Linked DNA regions of Xenopus tropicalis: region 1 is linked to region 2. A link is a contact called in public Hi-C data. All regions are on one chromosome and are shown on one strand. Each heading gives the region's core, a stretch centred on a gene start, on an enhancer-like site or on the middle of the called end of the contact. The rest is flanking DNA. Distances are from core to core; before and after follow the strand shown. Region 1 overlaps vps13b (vacuolar protein sorting-associated protein 13B). Region 2 overlaps vps13b (vacuolar protein sorting-associated protein 13B).

Region 1 (2,700 bases), core at 16-2,515, 81 kb after region 2:
AAAATAAAATTGTAGAGCAATGTTTTTTTGGCTGTTGGATCAACCCTATCTAAAAGCTGGAAAGAGTCAGAAGAGGGAAATAATTACAAAAATATTTATATAAAAATAAAGAAAGACCAATTAAAACTTGCTAGGAATAGGCCATTATTTAACATACTAAAAGTGAGCCACCCCCTTTAACATTTATTTATAATACACATACATTCTTCAGGGCTGTAAATAGATGGGAATACATATCAAACATACAGATTTCATACAAATATTGACTGATACAGAGTTAAGGTGGACCTACTCAAAAGAGCCAAAAATCTAAAACAAAGAAGGGGGTATAAGACATGTTGCAGGGATTGGCAAAATCAAAAGTGATCAAAGTAATGGATGTGGCATTGCACTTGCAAGTGGCCGTGACAATACAGTATATAATGAAGGACAACTAGGGTGGATGGAAATAAGATAGAAAAAAAAATTATTTAAAGTCTGATGAAATATGGGAGGGATTACCAGAGAAGGAGCTCTACAGGATTCTTAAATGCATGTATGTAAAGAGGTAATGAGTATAAAGTTAGAAGCAGAAGTTCATAATGCAGTTTGGTAGGTACTTGGTAGGGAAGAGTTGGTCAGGGTAATTTGTTTGAATTGTATTCTAAAAGCTATTGGAAACCAGTGTTGAGACCTGAGGAATGGCAAGGCTAACAAAGAGTGGTTGCAAATACATGCTCAGATCTGGTCGGGCAGTTTGACAACCATATTGCTTGACTATCTGGGCAGGTATGGCCAATCATGCTAGCCCCAGACAAAACTTTAGTGTGTTGATTAAATTATACAGGGTGGGCCATCCATTCCCACCATATTAAGGTGTATCCATATAAATGGCCCACCCTGTATATTGTTTTATCATTTTTATTTGATCCTAGCACATCACTGACATTTTATTCAGTGAGCATAGTGATATAAATACGACCTCTATGACAATGTAAGAGGTTGGGCAAAGCATATGTAAGCATTCTGTTGGTAGCAGAGAGCTCCTGGAACACTCCAAACATAGATATAGGGATAAGCAGAAGCTGACAGCAGATAATGACCAATTGGCTGAACCTAATCTGCCCGCTTTACATACTTGCTCTAATACTGCACACCCCGCTTGATCTTTTGCTTTGATCTCTTTCTAAGGATTGCAAAAGAAATCAGGTGCTAGTGAGAAAAGGCCGGACCCTTGCATGCCTGGGGAGGAAGGCTACGCCACATAGTGAGCTGGGCTGAGGCAATTACAACTAACTTATCTCTTCAGTGTCAAGGATGCTAATATGCATGCAAAGGAGTGGGCATCATCCATCCTGGGAGATAAGATTTAATGAAAGCTTTTGTACAGTGTGACCCTTAAAGCAAACAAGGAAGTGACAGTAGATAAGCTTAGCAAGCACGTGAGACTTTCAGCCTGGAATTGCAATCTAGTGAAAGCAAACAGCAATGGGACACCTTCTCTGCAACATTTAACATCTCCATAACAAAACAAACAAGTACATTAGCTTTTTTTTACCCTGTCTGCTGTCAAAAAGCAGGTCATTTACACACAGAATGTGCTGTGTCCTTCTCCCTCTCAGCAAAACATTTATAGTACAGGGGAAAAAACAAATGTTATCATTAGATTTATAAGCTACTCTTTTAGGGCTTTGGCAGACGAGGAGACAAGTCGCCTGCGACAATCTCCCCGGAAGTTGCCTTGAGAGGAAAGTCCGCGATTTCGGGGAAATCGTGGCGCCGCGTATGCCATCCCACCGGCGATTTACATTTTCGTCAATGGCATTTTGGGGAGATTAGTCGCCCGCGACAAGGGAGATTTGTCGCGGGCGACAAATCATCTGGAAACCCATTATCCAAAAAGCTCCAAAAATTATCTCTCATAGTTTCCATTATGATCAAATAACTTTAAATTTTAAAAATGCTTCCTTTTTTCCCTTTAACAAAAATCAGTGCCTTGTACTTGATCTTAACTAATAAAAAAACCATCTTTACTGGAGGCAAAACAATACTATTGGGTTTAGGGTCAGACTGGGGTAAGGCCCACTTGCGCTGCTACCCCAGGAGCCCCAACCCCCTCTCCCCCACGTGCACACAAACCATATACTTACTTTGCCACTGTTGCAGGGGAGCAACAGGGAAGGGCAGGCGGGGATTGTGTTTGGGTCGGCAGAGCCCATCGGGTTTTTCCCATTGTCCCGCCAGCCTTGTCTGACCCTGATTGGGTTTAATTAAAGTTTAAATTATTATTTTTTTTTTAAGACTTAAGGTAGTGATCCACAACTAGTGGCGTATGAGCAACATGTTGCTCACCACCCCTCTATGGTTGCTCCCAGTGGCCCCAAAGTAGGTGCCCATTTTTAATTTCCTGGCTTGGAGGCAAGTTTTGGAAGCACAAACACATGGTTATACTCCAAGAACTGCCCACATCAGGCTATCAAACAGCCAATCACAGCCCTTATTTGGCATCCCCAAAGAACTTTATTTATGCTTGTGTGGCTCACCAACACTTTTTATATCTGCATGTGGCTCACAAGTAAAACAAAAAGTTGGACATCCGAATTATGGAAACACCCCTTATCAGGAAAATTCCAGGTCCCAAGAATTCTGGAAAACAGGTCCCATACTTGTACTTTTCTTACAAGAGATAATGACTCCAGAAAAAAACTGCTTAAGCTGCTT
Region 2 (2,810 bases), core at 2-2,501:
ATTACAGAGAAAAGGGAATCATTTAACCATTAAATAAACCCAATAGGGCTGTTCTGCCCCCAATAAGGGGTAATTATATCTTAGTTGGGACCAATTACAAGGTGTTGTTTTATTATTACAGAGAAAAAGGAAATCAGTATTAAAATTCTGAATTATTTGATTGAAATGGAGTCTATGGGAGACGGGCTTTCCGTAATGTGGAGCTTTCTGGATAACGGGTTTCCGGATAAGGGATCCTATATATTAAGTGAAACTGCCTGATTGGTAAGTGAAAAAGCAATAAAGCAAACCTCATACCCTTGCCCGGAAACCCGCTATCCAAAAATCTCTGGATAGTAGTGGACAGTCATCTCCCATAGACTCAATTTTAAGCAAATAATTCTAGTTGATAAAAATGATTTTTTTTTCTCTGTAATAATAAAACAGTACCTTATATTGATCCTAACTAAAGGTGGCCATACATGGGCCAATAAAACCTTCTGACAGCCTGAGTTGGCAGTTTATCACCCTTCAGATAGGCCAGCCCAACTGATATCTTGCCGAAAATCGGGCAGATGTCATTCAGGCAGGTTTAAAAATCCTGTCAGGGCAAAGAACAGATTGGCGCATTAATGTGGTTCTCGTTCCGATGGCCTTTATCCCACCAACGTGAGCCGATTATTCACCCAGAGGGCCAAAAAATCAACCAGAAATTGATTTTAATTTAAAATAGTTTCATTATTTTTATACACATAAATTTATACACAGTTGTCTGAATTCCCCGAATATATACTACTTATTAAACAAACAGTATGGTGAAACTGACTGAACAGGTATTTCTGCAGAGCCTAACCGTCCGTTGCTGCTCCTAAAAGCACATATTGCCATCAATCAAGTCATCATCTGAATGAGGAATTCAAATAAATGGTCAGCGGGTTTTGGATTTACAAAAATCTAATATGTGAAAAGCTTAGTTGCAGCCGTAGGTGGCAGCATTCCCTTATTCTGGAGCCAAGTACCCCATGGATAAGTAAAGCAATTAATTTTACGCAGCAGTTAGGAGAATTCTGGTGGCAAACATTTTAAAAAATATTTACATACCCCCCCAAGTGTCCTGTTTACTTCTTTATTCAAACACTTGCATTTCCTAACACTTCCAAACCCAGGTTAAAGCAACAGTACACAGACAACTGCTGAGTTTTACAGACTCCCTACAGTTTGTATCTCTTGGTAGAGCTACTGTCAGCACATGTAAGTATGATGAGCCAGGCCGCCCCTCCATCTCACAGCCTCACTCCTTTTTTATTGCTGTTCTTCGTTAACATTCCACTGCCAGGGTCAGATTTATGGGGAAGAGCTGCAGAATCTGGAAGCTAAGGAGTAGTATATAATCCTCAAAGGTAAGCTGTATGCCTGAACAAAATGTATTTACCCTACAATAACAGAAGCAAAGCAGGGAACCCCAAAAAGGGGCAAATCTTATGACATGATTCCCCTTATTAAACAGCTAACTTCAGTGGTCATGAAACCCACTAATAACTGAAAGGACATTATACTGGTCTGAGCATAATCATTCTACTATCTTGCAGTGTATAAAGAGATACTAAAACAAATATTGTTTGCTTCAGCCCAGTAAGCATGCTACAAATTAATGATGGCTAGGGATGAGATAAAGGGGCCTATTTATTATGCTGTATAAAATTAAATTTGACAAAAAATGGTGTAAAAAGATGTGTAAAATAAATGTATCAATGTGCATTTTATTTTATGTCATCCAAACGCCAGAACTGACACCATTATTTTACACTGCTTCAGACTTTGTGTAAGTAAGTTACGGTGTAAGTAAACTTACTTACCTGGCAATGTTTGCTGAATTTTCACACCGTTTTTTCACACCACAACATAATAAATCTGCCACTAAATGTGTTGCCATGATCAGGAACCAAATGGAAGCTCTCACTCTAAATGCAACTAAATGCAAAAAGGCTCCTCATCCTATGCCAATCACTTTCCCTGAACATTTATAGAAAAATACAGCAGAAGAGCACCATGTACTTGCAAATAAATATTTTTAATGGCAATGACCACAAAGTCGCTTACAGAATAAATGTTTTATGGCACATTAACCTGTAGTGAGCAAATGCTGAAACTAGTTGGTGTCTCCTATTCAATTTGTATCAAACTAAAAGTGTCTAAGGAGGAATTAAATACAGGTATAGGACCCATTATCCAGAATGCTCGGGACCAAGGGTTTCTCCTGAATAAATGGTCTTTCTGTAATTTGGATCTCCATACCTTAAGTCTACTAAAAAATCAATAAAATATTAATTAAACCCAACAGGATTGTTTTGCATCCAATAAGCATTAATTATATCTTAGTTGGGGGTCAAATACAAGGTACTGTTTTATTATTTCAGAGAAAAAGGAAATCAGTTTTAAAAATCTGAATTATTTGATTAAAATTGAATCTATGGGAGATAGGCTTTCCGTAATTTGGAGCTTTCTGGATAATGGGTTTCCAGATAACGGATCTCATACCTGTATTCCTTTCATTCATTAAATTGTGCATAAAGCATGCCAAGTGTATACACATTTATGTATTGCAATTTGTATCTTTTCTCTCTTCACGCTTGAAGTAGAGGGTGCCATTCATCTGGCATTTGTCAGGTTGAGTCATTGCAATAGAACTGCTGAAAGAAAACTGAAGAGGGTGAGAGGACCAAGAGAAAAAGAATAGGATGGGAAAAAATTATGGAACTTTGAGAATTTTATGGCTTCAGCAAAATAACACATAGGAGAATAAATACACTGGGAATAATTAGAATTTACTG

The links. A called contact is a pair of places that touch in the nucleus more often than the background predicts.
Region 1: a contact with region 2 is called in a Hi-C map of neurula embryo, with 1.6 times the contacts expected there. The contact joins two enhancer-like sites. A contact is called at or near these places in 2 of 5 Hi-C or Micro-C datasets (gastrula embryo and neurula embryo).

The regions. Positions count from the first base shown.
Region 1 is chr6:128,800,561-128,803,260 of UCB_Xtro_10.0, forward strand. The region is part of intron 16 of vps13b (vacuolar protein sorting-associated protein 13B); the gene reads right to left. Among named protein-coding and RNA genes, the nearest start is that of vps13b, 80 kb to the right of the region's middle. Within about 2 kb of position 1,266, at least 1 of the 11 cell types and tissues checked has an H3K27ac peak or open chromatin away from gene starts, as enhancers often do. A contact at or near this core is called in neurula embryo, where this site is marked.
Region 2 is chr6:128,719,515-128,722,324 of UCB_Xtro_10.0, forward strand. All of the region lies in intron 19 of vps13b (vacuolar protein sorting-associated protein 13B), which reads right to left. Among named protein-coding and RNA genes, the nearest start is that of vps13b, 160 kb to the right of the region's middle. Within about 2 kb of position 1,252, at least 2 of the 11 cell types and tissues checked have an H3K27ac peak or open chromatin away from gene starts, as enhancers often do. A contact at or near this core is called in neurula embryo, where this site is marked.